2 separate regions of the Pan troglodytes genome follow, and region 2 is linked to region 1. A link is a contact called in public Hi-C data. All regions are on one chromosome and are shown on one strand. The core of a region is the stretch at or near the end of the contact, and the rest is flanking DNA. Distances in the headings are between cores, read along the strand shown. Region 1 holds the start of PROK1 (prokineticin 1). Region 2 holds the start of KCNC4 (potassium voltage-gated channel subfamily C member 4).

The links. Hi-C and Micro-C count contacts between places; a contact is called where the count stands out from the background.
Region 2: a Hi-C map of stem cell-derived neural progenitor cells shows a contact between it and region 1, with 2.4 times the contacts expected there. The contact joins the promoter of KCNC4 here to the promoter of PROK1 in region 1. A contact is called at or near these places in 5 of 7 Hi-C or Micro-C datasets (blood, induced pluripotent stem cells, a lymphoblastoid cell line and 1 more), 1 of 1 datasets of contacts at active chromatin or transcription factors (stem cell-derived excitatory neurons) and 1 of 1 other capture datasets (stem cell-derived neural stem cells).

Annotation. Positions count from the first base shown.
Region 1 is chr1:120,738,154-120,745,325 of NHGRI_mPanTro3-v2.0_pri, reverse strand. It overlaps PROK1 (prokineticin 1), which reads left to right and starts at 2,615. Exons shown (of 3, transcript XM_001162989.4): 1 at 2,615-2,841; 2 at 5,513-5,638. The coding sequence starts at 2,770.
Region 2 is chr1:120,979,254-120,986,425 of NHGRI_mPanTro3-v2.0_pri, reverse strand. It overlaps KCNC4 (potassium voltage-gated channel subfamily C member 4), which reads left to right and starts at 3,048. Exons shown (of 4, transcript XM_016925872.4): 1 at 3,048-4,889. The coding sequence starts at 4,212.

The DNA of each region.
Region 1 (7,172 bases), core at 1,366-3,865:
CTTGGTTCTTCTGTCACCAGCCCGGCCCAGTGTCACAGTGTACAGGTGGGCCTTACAGACTCATTATTTTGATTCTCACCTCCCAGGAGAATTTTATATTAAAGCATACAAGTTCATATGTTTATAGAAAAAACTGGCCATTGGTAGCAAATGCTGCTGTGTGCCGGGCATTGTGGTAAGCACTTCATATGCATCACCTCACTTAACTCTCCATCTGCAGTCAGAGGGATCCTTTCAAGGTGTGAATCAGGCCAGGCGCGGTGGTGCGTGTCTACAGTCCTAGCTACTCTGGAGGCTGAGGCAGGAGCATCGCTTGAGCCCAGGAGTTCCAGGCTGCAGTGAGCTATAATCACACTTCAACCTGGCTAACAGAGCAAGACCTTGTCTCTAAAAAAAATCCAAGTGTATACCAGATCCTGCCTCTCCCCTGCTCCAAACTCTCCAAGGGTTCCCATCACACTTGGAGTCAGCTTCCTGCCATGTCCCACGAGGAGGCTGGATTTGGCCTTTGGCTCCTGCTCCAACTGCATCCCCTCCCATCCCGTCCCCTGGCTCACCTTGCTCTTTGCTTTTCCTGGAACTGGCCAAAAAGCCCTGCCACAGGGTTGTTGCACTGACTTTTCATCCAGGCTCTGTCCAGCTCACTCCTTCACTTTATCAGTCATCTGCACAAGTGCCTTCTCAGAGAGACCCTCACCACATCTAAAATATCACCATTTGTCAAGGTCCGTTGCTTTCCCTGCCTTTCTCCCCACCACCTTTTTTTTATTTTTTGAGATGGAGTCTCGTTTTGTTGCCCAGGCTGGAGTGCAGTGGTGCGATCTCAGCTCACTGCAACCTCTGCCTCCCAGGTTCAAGTGATTCTCTTGCCTCAGCCTCCCGAGTAGCTGGGATTACAGGCGTGAGCCACCACAGCTGGCTAATTTTTATATTTTTACTAGAGACGGGGTTTCACCATGTTGACCAGGCTGGTCTCGAACTCCTGACCTCAAGTGATCCGCCTGCCTCTACCTTCGAACCCAAAGTGCTGGGATTACAAGCATGAGCCACTGCGCCTGGCCTTCCTTTTTAACAGTGCCCAACACAACTGGCCATTTTATTACAAATCTGTTTATTTGTCTATTACCTGTCTCCTTGACTATAGTCAAAATTGCATGAGGACAGGGTTTTGTTTTGTTCACTGCTATATTCCCAGTGCCAAGAACAGTGTCTTCTATACAGTAGGCTCTCAATAAATATAGTCAATGAATAAATAAATAGATGAATACTTGCAAAATCGTATGATGTAAATGCTATTCTTATCCCATGTTATAGATAGGAAAACTGAGGCTTGGAGAGATTAGCAATATTTTCAAGGTCATGAAGCCATCGATCTGAATCAAAGCATCTGCCTCTGGGGGCTTAGCTCCCAGCTCCCGTGCTAGTTAATCTTCCTCTCTGCACTCATAAATGCCTATCAACGTTTCAATGTGGAAACCCTAGACCCCTGTGACATTTGATGAGAAAGGTTTTGTGGATGAATCTGTTTGTGAAATACTACAAACTGCATTTCCCACTTGGTGTTTCAAACACTTATTAGCATATGAAAGGCCCTGAAAAGTTCTGCAAAAAACAAGCCGGTTTGTGTTTCCCAAATTTTTGACTGTAGAAGTCTTTTATTTGTTTATTTGTGTATTAACATATTGCAACACATACCTTGGGAAATGTTGGCTTTTATTACTGTGGAGAGAAGGCAGATCATCTGACAAAGCACTGGGAGCTCTCTCTGGGTCGTATGACACAGAGAGGGCTGGGGTCAGGGGCTTCCCTCACAGGCGGAGGGGCCATCCCAAAAGTCAACTTCCCACCAGACTGGCATCTGAGCCCACCGTGTTTATACACTCACGGATAAGGCCACTCTCATGCTCACCCCTAAAACTGGAAGGCCAGTGGTGTGGCTCTGGTACCTTTCAGCCACAGCCCATACCAGCTCGGCTATGCAGGGTACTGAGAGAGTGTGTGCCCTGTGTGTTTGCTGGCTTTCCGCCCTTGGGTCATTGTACCAAGGGACACTTGCTGGTGTTCATCCTGAGCCCATGAGAGAGCAAATCCTTATGTGTGTGTCACTTAGGAACATCAGCCCCACAAGTCTGGTCTTTTTTTCCTCACTGTCTTATGGCTCCTCACTATAATTGTAACCTTTTAGAGAAATAAGGATACCACCTCACCCTCTTCTGTCTTCTCAGCTACCTCTGTGTTGAGCCCATGGTAAATGCCTAGATAAGTCTTGGCGTGAGTGTGAGGGAACCAATAATCTTGTATGTTGCATAGTTTGGTGCAGGGAAGGATAAATGGTGATGTTGCAAATCCCTTAATTCATTACCAGAGGATTTCCTCTGCCCCAAGTAATATAGAAGGATACCCAGAGGCAGAAAAGAACATTGAGTGAAATATACATAACTGTCTGAATCACTGCGTTCTTGGGAGAGTTAGAGCAACCGTCAAAGCCCCCGAAGTATCCATTTTTATTGGTTTTGATGTTGATTTGATGTTGTTAGAGATTCAGGTCTCATCTTCGCTTCTGAGATCATCTGAGTAACATCGGTGTTGGAGAAGGGAAGAGCAGAGATGAGGCATCCACAGGCAGCCCTGGATCCTGAGTGTAAACATCTGGGAGGAGGCGGGGGATGCAGGAGAGCCTGGCCTCCCCAGCTTGCCAGGCACAAGGCTGAGCGGGAGGAAGCGAGAGGCATCTAAGCAGGCAGTGTTTTGCCTTCACCCCAAGTGACCATGAGAGGTGCCACGCGAGTCTCAATTATGCTCCTCCTAGTAACTGTGTCTGACTGTGCTGTGATCACAGGGGTAAGTCGCCTAACATTCTCTGTGCCTTGGGTTTTGGGAAGATGTCAGGGTCTGCACGGGTTGTGAGCCCAGGAACCATGCAGGAGGCTCTGTTGGCTCAACACAGTGTGAACCAAAGGGAATGGGGAATTATGCATTAAAGGGATTGCATGCGATTTTCAGACTAGTTAGACCTCACTCTACTAAATGGGATCTGCTTTTGAGAAGCTGTGTATGAATCAAATCCTGTTTTAAATGTGTTAGCAGAGCATTGAATATTTTGAAGTTCAGTCCTTTGGTAAAATGAAGATTCCTATTAAGTAATAAGGAATTCCTTTATAAAGTGGATTGGCAAACCTTAATTTATCTTTTGTGTGAATTTTAATTTTTATTTATGGCCTGATTCACATATTAATATTAATATTAATTTACATAGCATGTTGACTTAATTAAAGGCAGTAAGCTTAATTAAAGGTGGTAAGCTTATAAACTTCTATTGTATAAACTTAACCTCTGCTTAGAAAGGATATCTTTGCAACTCTTTCACTCTGTGCCTGCCTAGTTAGTTCTGAGAGAAATATGGGTGACACTAACATTCAGCTGAGTGTACCCCAAAGCAAGCATCCAGATAACAAGTAGAAATCCAGTCTCGAAGCAGAGAAGCAGAGGTTCAGCATATGGGCACTGTACAATTGGTTCAAAATATTCAGATCATGGCTTTCTCTCAGAAGTTTGCTTTTACCTCAAACCACCTTCAAATAGGGGCACATGATGTGTTATGGTAGCAGGACCATTCTTATTGAAGCAGAAAGCAATGCTTTACCTGAGAGCTTTCCATATAAAATCCACTGGAAGAAAAAGGTCGGGGGAGCAGGGAAACTAACTTTTAGTTCAGCCTCCACCAGCTTTTTACATGGATAGTGGAAATGTAGAGAAATGCCAAACAATTCCTGGAATTGGGTTAATTTTACCATTCACAGAAAGGACAAATTCTTTCTTTTCTCTTTTAAAGGAAAAACACTGAGTTCAAAAGAACAAATATTAAAGGCGAGTCAAATGCTTTTGAGATCCAAAGCAAAAATAAAAATAATTGTGAAGGCAGAATTATACCTAATGAAGTGTTTGCACTGTAGGCTGCCCTTCTATGGGGTAGCTTGAAAATCTGGGAGGGCAAGAACAATGGAGAGAAGCCCCGGCTGCTGCGCGGTGAGGGCAGGAGCAGCGTGGTTGGCCTGGATGCCAGGCTTGCCTCACCACCCGTGCCAGCTCCAGCACTGGCCCAGAGTAACATCAGGGCAGACAGATCTGAGAGCGGCAGGCGAACATTTTCACGGTGAAAAGCACAATAGAGAGCACTTTTCCCTAGGTGAGGGAAACCCAGGAAAGACAGGTGAGTGGTGAGAACAGGGCAGTAAGGGGAAGTCAGGAAACCCCAGGCTCCCCACATCCTCCATGTCCTGCTGGTGTCTCACTTCTGATTTTCAGCAGGAGCCCAGGCTCCACCACCTCTACACTCCCCTGCTCCCTGGACTGTAACTGTCCCCACATCCAAGGCTTTATGATCCTTCTTCCAAGAGTGGGACAGTGATGCCCCACCTCTATGGGAGAAGAAGAGTCGACTGGGGTTTCCTTTACCCCAACCCCAAGCTTTTGCAGCCTGGCTGGGTGTGAGATGTGGCCTTGCTGGGCTGGAGACAGGCACAGCTGGGTGCCCACCACCCGTAACTCCTCTGCATGATCTGTGGAGCTGACATCCACTCTTTCCCTCTTGGGTCTGAGCAAGTAGGAGGCTTCCAGGTCCTGCCACGTCCCACACAGCAGCCTGAAGGTGCCCATAGGCTTTTATTGGAGAAGAGTGATCCAAAGCCCAGCTTTGCATTTCAGCTCAGAAAAGCCACATAGCATCTCTGAGAATGGCAAGTGTGGATGCTTCTTCAGCAGGTCCCCACCTGAGTCTGGGGCAGTTAAGAGTTCTGTCTTCCCTGGCTCTGGCTTTTATTTAACGTGGGCTCACGTTAAATGTGAGCTTATTTAATGTGGCCTTCTTTACAAATGGTACCTTCCCCAAACCAGGCAGGGCCGCTCAGCCCCTGTTCTGCGATCCTCTCTGGGGATCATGGAAGTCAGTAGAGAAACCCTGGGAGAGGCACCTGTTCACTGGGGTGCTGGCCCCTCGGCTGAGGCTGGGCCACTTGAGGGCCAGGATGGGGGTGCTTCCATGCAGAGGGGAGGGACTGACCACAGTGCAGAGTCAGGGCTGGAGACTCCTGGTCCAAGGCAGCTCAGTACTGACCACCCAGGAATTTGGGCCATCAGGGTCCCTCCCACCTCTGAGAATTCTAATTAATTCAATTCCACCAGCATCCACTGAGCATCTACTTAGCCCTAGAAAAGCAATGCCTTCTAACCTCCAGCCTTGTCAGAAAAGGAGGACTGTCTTCCTTCTGAGTGGCCTCCAGGAGCTTGGAAGTTCCTCAGATCCAGATCCAATGCCCCGCTGAGCCCTGAGCCTCCCCATGAGGGGAGCAAGGCAATAAAGTGTGGCCCAGGGTGTTCTGTTAGGCTAAGGCCGGGGGTGATACTCTCAGCCTCTTCTTGCTCCATCCTGATAAGGGCTTTTTGGATCTACCCTTCCCTTCTGCTTTCTCTTGGGTGCACTAATGAACTGTTCCCTTCTCTCTCCCTCCTACAGGCCTGTGAGCGGGATGTCCAGTGTGGGGCAGGCACCTGCTGTGCCATCAGCCTGTGGCTTCGAGGGCTGCGGATGTGCACCCCGCTGGGGCGAGAAGGCGAGGAGTGCCACCCCGGCAGCCACAAGGTACTCTGCAGACACTGCATGGGTGCACATATGTGGGTGGGCCATGCGGGGAGCAGAGGGTGATGTCCTGGGGCCTTGCTCTAGCTAGGAAGGCTAGAGAGGCTGGCTCCAGAGAGGCAGTCTAGGGAGGCTGTGGCTCCAGAGGACTTCACCCTCCTCTGACAGCTGATCCAGCCCTGATCCAGCCCCTGAATGTCCAAGGGGAAGCAGAAGGCTATGGGGTTGCTGTGCCCCCGCCACCAACATGCATCCACCTTACTTAGTGCCCTGCAGATAACACATTTGTACATTTATTTGTACAGGGCCTGACATGATCCATCTACAAACTTCTAGCACAGGTTGGAGAACCACTGATCTTTATTTGATCCTCACTGCAACCCTGGGCAATGCTGAGGAAACTGACATACAGCAAAGTCATGTGACTTGCTTAAGGCACACAACCAATGAGACAGAGCTGGGACTGGAACTGCAGTTTTCCGATGCCACCTCTAGTTACACCTCACTGATGTTGGGCACTGCCTCCTTGTTTTTGGGGGGCAGCCTCAGGTGGAGGGGTGCCACTGATCTCATAGGCTGTTAAACAAGCTGGGCATTCCCAGTCCCTAATTTGCTGTGTGGACTTGGGCAAATTACCTCACGTGCTCTCGGGCCACACTTATATGATGAGTGGAGCAGACTCACTACCTCTAATGTCCCTTATGGATCTGATGAATTCAGATTTGGGAAGGATCTCACATGCCCTTTGCTCTGTAAGAACTTCCCTTCGGGGACACAAAAGTAGACCCACAAAATCGCCTTCCACACCTGGTCAGGCCTACAGTGAGGCAAGTGAGGTGCCCACTTTAAGAAGTCACTCTCTCTTGTGGCCTAAGTACATAGCTCCTGCCTTGCTCCCACTCCTTGACCTTCAGCTCCCAGTCCAGAGTCCTCTGGAGCCACAGCCTCCCTGCTGCTCTCCCTCTCTGGAGCCACTTTACCACACTTTACCAGTTAACCAGTGAAGCTCCCAATTCCCACAGCTTTTTCATTAAAATGCAAATGGTGGTGGTTCAATCTAGTCTGACATTGACATATTAGAAGGCAATTAGGGCATTTCCACAGGCTCTCAGGTGACTTGCTCTCCTCCCTGGGCCTTGCCCCTCTCCCTACATGTACCCCTCTGTCTGAATTAGACCTTCCTGAACACAGGCTTTCAGGCTTACCAGCTGTCTTCCACCTGGACTCAGGCATGTTTCCTGCTCTTCGGGGACTTGCCTGCATCCTGGCTCGGTGCTCATCTCTAGGCACGGAGCATCCTCCAGCGGTTTCTCTCCCAATCACAGCCCCTGTCCAACCTCCTGTCCCAGGACGAAGAGGGGCTAGGGAGTGGTGAACGAGGCAGGACAATGTGGCAGTCCTTGTAACCTTGGGGAATGTGAGGTGGTTCAGCTCCAGATCCATATTCCCAATACAGACAACAGTGGTGAAAAAAACTAATGCTGAGTGCTTCCTGTATGCCACCCTTCATACTGGGTGCTTTTTGTTATTTTAACCT
Region 2 (7,172 bases), core at 1,799-4,298, 240 kb before region 1:
GGATGGCTCCAGTCATCCTAAAGAGGCTGAGCCCATACAAAGCTCCCAGTGGGGAAAGGGGAAGGGTAAACGGCTTTGATTTCAGGCTTTCAGCTTCTACGGACAGGGTCAGCGTCGGCACTCAGAGGGTGAGGACCTTATTATGCGGGTGGAGGGGGGGCCTGGAAAGGGTGCAGGTGCTTGACAGCCTCCATCGGTGCCCCTTTAGAATCTCCCATGGCCCTCTCTTCCTATTCTTTCACCACACCCTCACCCATGATGAGGGAAACCCGCTGTGGCTGACACCTTCTGTGAACTGGCTTTCAGACAGGTGCTCTTCCCTGACAGCCTGAAGAAACCAGGGCATTCAGGAGAGGACAGAAGAGAAAAGGTGAAAATGAGGGAAAGAAGCTTGGGGAACTAGGAATTTCCAATAGTGGCTGCTTTGTGGTCTTGCTTAAGCCTGTCAGGTATCAAGGTCTTGGAGGAATGAAGAAGGGAGGGAGTAGGCAGAGTCCCAATGGCAGAGTTAGGCTAGAAGATGTACCTGAGGTCCTGGCATCAACAAGAAGCCCAGAATCTGCTGCCACCCCATCTGCCCACATCACAGCCCCCAGAGCTCAGGGCGAGGTCTGGAGCCAGGATGTTCTAGCACCACCAGAGGGCAGCACCCTCACATCCATGGTAGGCTGTGTCACAGTAGCCTGGGCAGGGGGCTCTCCTATCCTTCCCCAGCTCTGTGTTTTGAGGGAACACCAAGACCTCACACAAAGAAATGATGGGGACAAGTCCCATAGTGCTAACTGCAGCATATCGACTCCCTCAGAGAGGTACACGTAACAGGTGAGCCCAGAGTTCTAGAATAAACCTTCAGCAAGGGTGAGGCATTCTCTGGAGGCCTCAGGACTGAGGCTGAGCTCCCCTCTCCCGAGCTGGTCAGTGCACAGAGCTGGGAGCCCTGGTCCCATGCACATTTACCCAGCTGCCTCTCTCAGGCTGGGCCCTCTGTTTTTGTCAGTTCTTCCTAGGTTCCCATGCCCGCGTCCCAACTTTCTGATCTTCCTCCCTTCCCTCTTGGCCTCCTTTTTCCCTGGCAGCTTTCTCCCTTTACCCATCTCCCCAGGTGCTCATCACTATCCACAAGCACTGCAGAGTGGAAGCACCAGTTGGGCAGATTTACTAGGATGAGTGGCTGTTTTATTCACTGATGTATTTCCACTGCCCGGAACTGCTTCTGGCATATCGTAGGTATTCAATAAGTGTTCATTGAGTTAATAAGTCAATAGTCAATCAGGGGTGGGATACTATGGGTTTTGTCCCCTTGCCTACTACACTCCCTTTCTTACAATTACTGAGCTCAGTCATCCTGATGAACGGAAAGCAGGGGAGAGACCCCAAGGGACTTTGCCAGGACACGGACCAGATAGGACTTGAAAGTTATTCATTACATTAATATTCTGTGGTTCTTTCTTCCTCACTCCAGTTTCTGGCTGTCCCGGGTCTTCTCTTCCCAGTCACACTTGGGATATTTCTTTTCACTGCAGCAAACTCAAAGACAGCTAAACTCTGAAATACAAACATCAGTTTCGAGGAGCAGGGACTGGGCACAAAGGGGGTGCCAGTAAATGTGTGTTTCTGATTAACTCACCTCCCCTGCGTATCAGTACAGATCATCAAAGATCATTGTCATTTTGGTTTTCTGGCCTCATTAATAATGAGACTTTTGCTTGTAAAAATCCCTTGCATTGGCACTGAGCTTTTAACCTTTCCTGAGACACACATAGGCCCTTGTCTTGTTTTTCTCAGTTGAGCTAGGTACTGCCTGATCTGGAACTGGGAAGGTGCACAGGTGTCCAGGGCAGGTGTGTCATTCACCTTTCATTTCTGCCTCAAGATCTCTTTACATCATCCAGACAGGCATGGAGGCTGCCTGAAGCTGTAAAAAAGAAAAAAAAAAACCCAATGGGGATTAATATGAAGATGTAAAATAGGTTCTGGACTTAACAAAAACAAATGAATCTGGAAATTGCTCTTGGGATAGGGCCAGTAAAGTCCTGTTGGTGCCTACGTTTTGGGTATGGCAGCTTCTCAATCACTTAGCAAACATGTTCTCAGAGGCAGGCACTGTGGGAGCTATCAAGATGAAAAAGCACAATGCCGCCTGCAGGAGCTCAGGGTTAGGGAGGGGAGAGGAGACATATACACAGGCAAAGTCAAATTGTAATGGGTAGAATAAGAGTAGAAACAGGAGGGGGTCATGAGGCAGGACACAGGCATTTCCTATGTGGACCCCAGAGCAATGACGAGCAAAGGCTTTAACTAATGACTTTTCAGGGCCACCCACCCACTCCACATCCATAAAACATTTCGCGATGAACACAGCCAGAGCTACGGTTTCCTTCCATCCGGCACAAGAAGCGCTTCTCTGCCCAAGGCCACCCCGTCCCCCATTCCATCGCGGGGGCTTTGGTGGCTGGGACAGAGGCGGAGAGCATCAAGACCATGGGTGTCTTGGGCTACGTTGGGCCTCCGAGGCGCAGGATGCGGGGCGGGGTGGTCAGAAGGCCCCAACACGGTCCCTGGGAAAGGAGAGGGCAGCCTGATCTTCGCGACAGCGTCTCTACCCTCTTTCTTCCTTGGCCTTCCGTCAGCCGCAGTGAAACGGCAACAGTGCGACCAGCTTGGCGGGGAGGGGCGAGGGACGAAGCAAGAAGAGCCGGGCGGAGGTTACAGGTCAGGGGTCGAGAGCGCTTCGGTGTCAGCGGGCTGCGGTGGGAGGAGCTGCGGGCCCGGGGGAGGCGCGGAGCAGGGCTGAGGGGGGCGGGAGGGGCTGCCGGCGGAGGCGCGCAGGGGCGGCGCGCTGGGCTGGGCACTGGCGGCGAGGAGGTGACGCGCTTGGTTGGGGCTCGGCTCCGGGGAGGAAGACTGCGCTCGGTCGCCAGGGCCTGCAGTGAGCCGGGTCGGCCCCGCGCTGCGCCGCGCCCCGCCCACCCCGCCCCGCGAAGGGCGCGTCTGGGCGAGGCGGGGCCCCGGAGGAAAAGGCGCCACTGGGGCGTGGCGGCCGCTGCCAGCGCCGGAGGGAGACCATGAGCCCCTAGGGCCCCAGCCCGCCGGCGCCGAGGCGCCCCCTCCCCTATGCCACCTCGAGCCCGCCCCCTGCCGCGCGCGAGCCAAGGCCGGCGCCCCGCCCGGAGATGGGCAGACGCGTAGATGGCGTGGCTCCCAGCGCCGCCAGATCGCAGGAACCAGGCGCCGGGGCGTTGCGCTGAGGCTCCCTCTCCGCGCGGCCCGGGAAGCCTGCAGGTGTCCTTGGCCGCTCGGCCGCCGCCCCCGGTACACCTTCGCCAGTGCCCAGAGCCCGGCTCCCCAGAGCGGCCCCGCCCCCCAGGCTCGGCTCCGCGCAGGACGCCCCGTCTGAGGCACCCCCGCCCCAGCGCGGCCCCCGCATCGCTGCGCCCGGTCCGGCGCAGCTCCCAGCCGCGGACGCAGGACCCGAGGCTCGCTCCTGCGGGCGCGCTTGTTTTCCAGCTGCCGCCTCGCCCTGCGCAGCCCCCGCCCGCCCGGCCGCCGCGCTCTGCTCTGCCCCGCCTGCCTTCCTCGCCCGGCCCTGGATTTATGAATGGGGGGAAGAGGCCACATGCCGCCGCCGCCGCCTCGTGTTGACCGCAAGCAGCCCGGGCCCACGGAGCTCCAGCTGCCGTGAGAGTGTCGGCCTGGCCCCGGCAGCCGCTCGGAGGACTTGTTGCTGCTGCGCTGCCGCCGCTGCGGGGAAGCCGGCTATTCCGGGGCTTGGTGCGGTCTTGGAGCCGGAGGGTGGCCCGTGTGGGCGCGAGCGCCCCGAACCTTCGCGGTGCGCGTGGACTGTGCGCTTCCTCGTCTTTGGTCGGGGTGAAGGCGGGGGCGTGTCCCCGGCCCAGAGCGTTTGTGTGTCCCGTTGTAGCGGGGGACCGCGTGTGTGCTTGCTTCTACTTCCCCGGGTCCTCCCTCTCTCCGCCTCCCTCTCTCCGGAGCTTCCTGCCCTAACCCCAACCACCTGTGTACCGGAGAAATCCAACTCCTCCCGCTCCGCGTCCTAGGGGGATAGGCAGGGGCAGGGCCAAGCCGCAGAGGGGGCCGCCACCGCCTCCTGCCTCCTCTTCGTCTCCTCCCCCTCCCCCGTCTGACGGTGCCTCCTCGGGAAGGGTGTTTGGAGGGCAGCGGCCGCCCCAAGCCGGAGCCCCGCAGCGCTTCTTATGATCAGCTCGGTGTGTGTCTCCTCCTACCGCGGGCGCAAGTCGGGGAACAAGCCTCCGTCCAAAACATGTCTGAAGGAGGAGATGGCCAAGGGCGAGGCGTCGGAGAAGATCATCATCAACGTGGGCGGCACGCGACATGAGACCTACCGCAGCACCCTGCGCACCCTACCGGGAACCCGCCTCGCCTGGCTGGCCGACCCCGACGGCGGGGGCCGGCCCGAGACCGATGGCGGCGGTGTGGGCAGCAGCGGCAGCAGCGGCGGCGGGGGCTGCGAGTTCTTCTTCGACAGGCACCCGGGCGTCTTCGCCTACGTGCTCAACTACTACCGCACCGGCAAGCTGCACTGCCCCGCCGACGTGTGCGGGCCGCTCTTCGAAGAGGAGCTCACCTTCTGGGGCATCGACGAGACCGACGTGGAACCCTGCTGCTGGATGACCTACCGGCAGCACCGCGACGCCGAGGAGGCGCTCGACATCTTCGAGAGCCCGGACGGAGGTGGCAGCGGCGCGGGGCCCAGCGACGAGGCCGGCGACGATGAGCGGGAGCTGGCCCTGCAGCGACTGGGCCCCCACGAGGGAGGCGCGGGCCATGGCGCCGGGTCTGGGGGCTGCCGCGGCTGGCAGCCCCGCATGTGGGCGCTCTTCGAGGATCCCTACTCCTCCCGGGCCGCTAGGGTGAGTGGCAGGAGCCCGTGTCTCCCCATCTTGGGTCTGCAAGGGGTCCGTGGTGGGTGGTGGGTAGGGGCCGGGAGGAGCAGGGACCGAGCCTGACTTACCTTACCACCGCAGATTGTTCCCGCCTTCCTCTCAACCCCCCTCCGTGGCTCGCAGGGGAATTACACACTCCCACCCTCTCCCCTGCACGCTCCATCAGGAGATTGCACACACTTGACTTACTACTTGGACCCAGTCCCAGCTGCCTGCTTTGCCGCATCCCCTCCAGTGAGTGGGGTGCCCAGCTCAGCTCCTCCACCCCCTTCTTTGGTCTGCACAGGCTGCCCTATCTTCAGCTGCCCTCCACTCCACACAGGACTACGGTCCTGGAAGAGCTGGAATTTGGCCTTCTGATGGGGGCAGGCAGGGTTGAGAGGAAGGAAACTAGGGTGGGTTTTGTTAGATGCTTCCATGCCGTGCCACCTCATTTACATCCTCCCAGCAGCTCAGTGTGCTCACAACTATGCACTTCAGAGAGGAGGATATAGGCTTCAGCATCTTAAGCGCAGAAGAGGCAAAGCTGAGACCACAATCCGGCCTCCTTTCCAGGTTTAAGAAAGGCATTCTTTCTGCCAGGGAGGATACCATGCCCCTGAGGCTTCCTGCACACCTGGGATGTCCTGGCCTCAGCTGGGGTGAGAGGAGAATTAAACACGAAGGGCCTAGTGTTCTAGGCTCTGCAGGCTCCCACGGCCAGTGGCCAGCCACAGGCTTCCTGGTGATGATACCAGATTTTTGTTGCCGCTTCTTTTCTTTCTGCTGCAGCACAAACTGTCTTTCCAGAAAGCCCTGGTTCAGGTTACTGCTTGAAATGGGTGTATGAGGGAAGGGGGAAGCACAGGTTGATTTAGGCAAGACCTACCACCTCCTCCCCAAGTAAATCCAGTTTCCCTAACCCCTTTAGGTGAAAGGGGAGAACGAGCATAATGGTGCTTCCCCCATTATGCTTGGACAGCTAAAAAAAAAAAAAAAAAAAAAAAAAAAAAAATCCCTGAAGGATGGCTTTAGATTCTTTAAAGAAAGCAAACTCTGGGGGCTGGTGTCGGATCTCATGGTCAGCAGCCTAAAGCCTGGCTGGGGTCTGTCTGGGAGACAGGAAAGAGCAATGTATAACTTGTTAGGTCTGGGGACTGCTGCTTGCTGTGGAACCTGGTTGGTTCCTCCAGCATCCCAAATTGTCATGTTAATGAGTCTCAGAGCACCCTCCCTTTCCCAGCACCCCTGTGCTGGACTCCTTCCTAGTCATAGAAGAAGGCAGGATAGGGAATTGGGGAACAGGCCTGCAGGGAAAAGCCAGGCTGGCATAAATGCCAGGCCAGGGCAGATGCATCTTCTGCCTGGAAGAGAAGGGAGGAGCAGAGGTCTCAGGGGCCATGGCATACCGGGCTGGGGCTGCAGGCAGCCACGAGAAGGCAGGGATCTTTCTCAGGACTGACAACAAAGCTAGAGGCAACTGTCTGGGTTTCTTTCCTTGCAGCCCTGAGACTGGCTAAGAAGGTGAGGGCATAGTGATGCCCCTGGCCTGGGTCTGCTGTGAGTTCTACAGGCTTCTCATGTAGGTCACTAACCTTGCTAGTGTTAGCACTTGGCTGTCTGCATTAGGGGAGAGAGAGCAGGCACACATCATTCAGACTCTTTCAAAGTTGGGGGTCGGGGAGGAGAGACAGAGATAGAGATGGGGAAAGGGGACAAACCAGGGAAGCAGGGATGAGATGAGGTGGTTAGGGGAGCTAGGCCCTATTTCTGAGCATTCTGGGACTTCTGGGGCCTTTTCACCTGCTCTTCTTCCCCTCTGGAATTCCAGGTGGCACCCCACATATCATTGAGTTTATTTTCTTCCTAACTCACTGCTGAATGGCCAAGCCAGGGGGCCTCTTTGAGTAAGCTCAGAGCCTGGCCTGCCCCTGGAAGTCTTCCAGGAACCCAGGGTGCTTTGCCCCTTTGACATGGAATCACATCAGCCCAGGCATTCCAGCTGAGGTCTTGAAGTTTATGATGGAGCAAGGTTAATTCTTCCATTTAAACATTGAGAAAACCAGGATTCAGAGACATTAAGTTTCTTGCCAAAGACATTTAACTAATAGCAGAGCCAGGAAACCACCCCTAGTTTCCAGCCTTCTGGTTGTTCATCCTGATGTGAATATCTGGATGGAGCTCTGGCCAACACATGCACTAAAAGAGGACTTGCCTCCTGCTCAGGAGCCCAGGCAAAGGCAACCCTCACCTGCTCCCGGGACACACAAG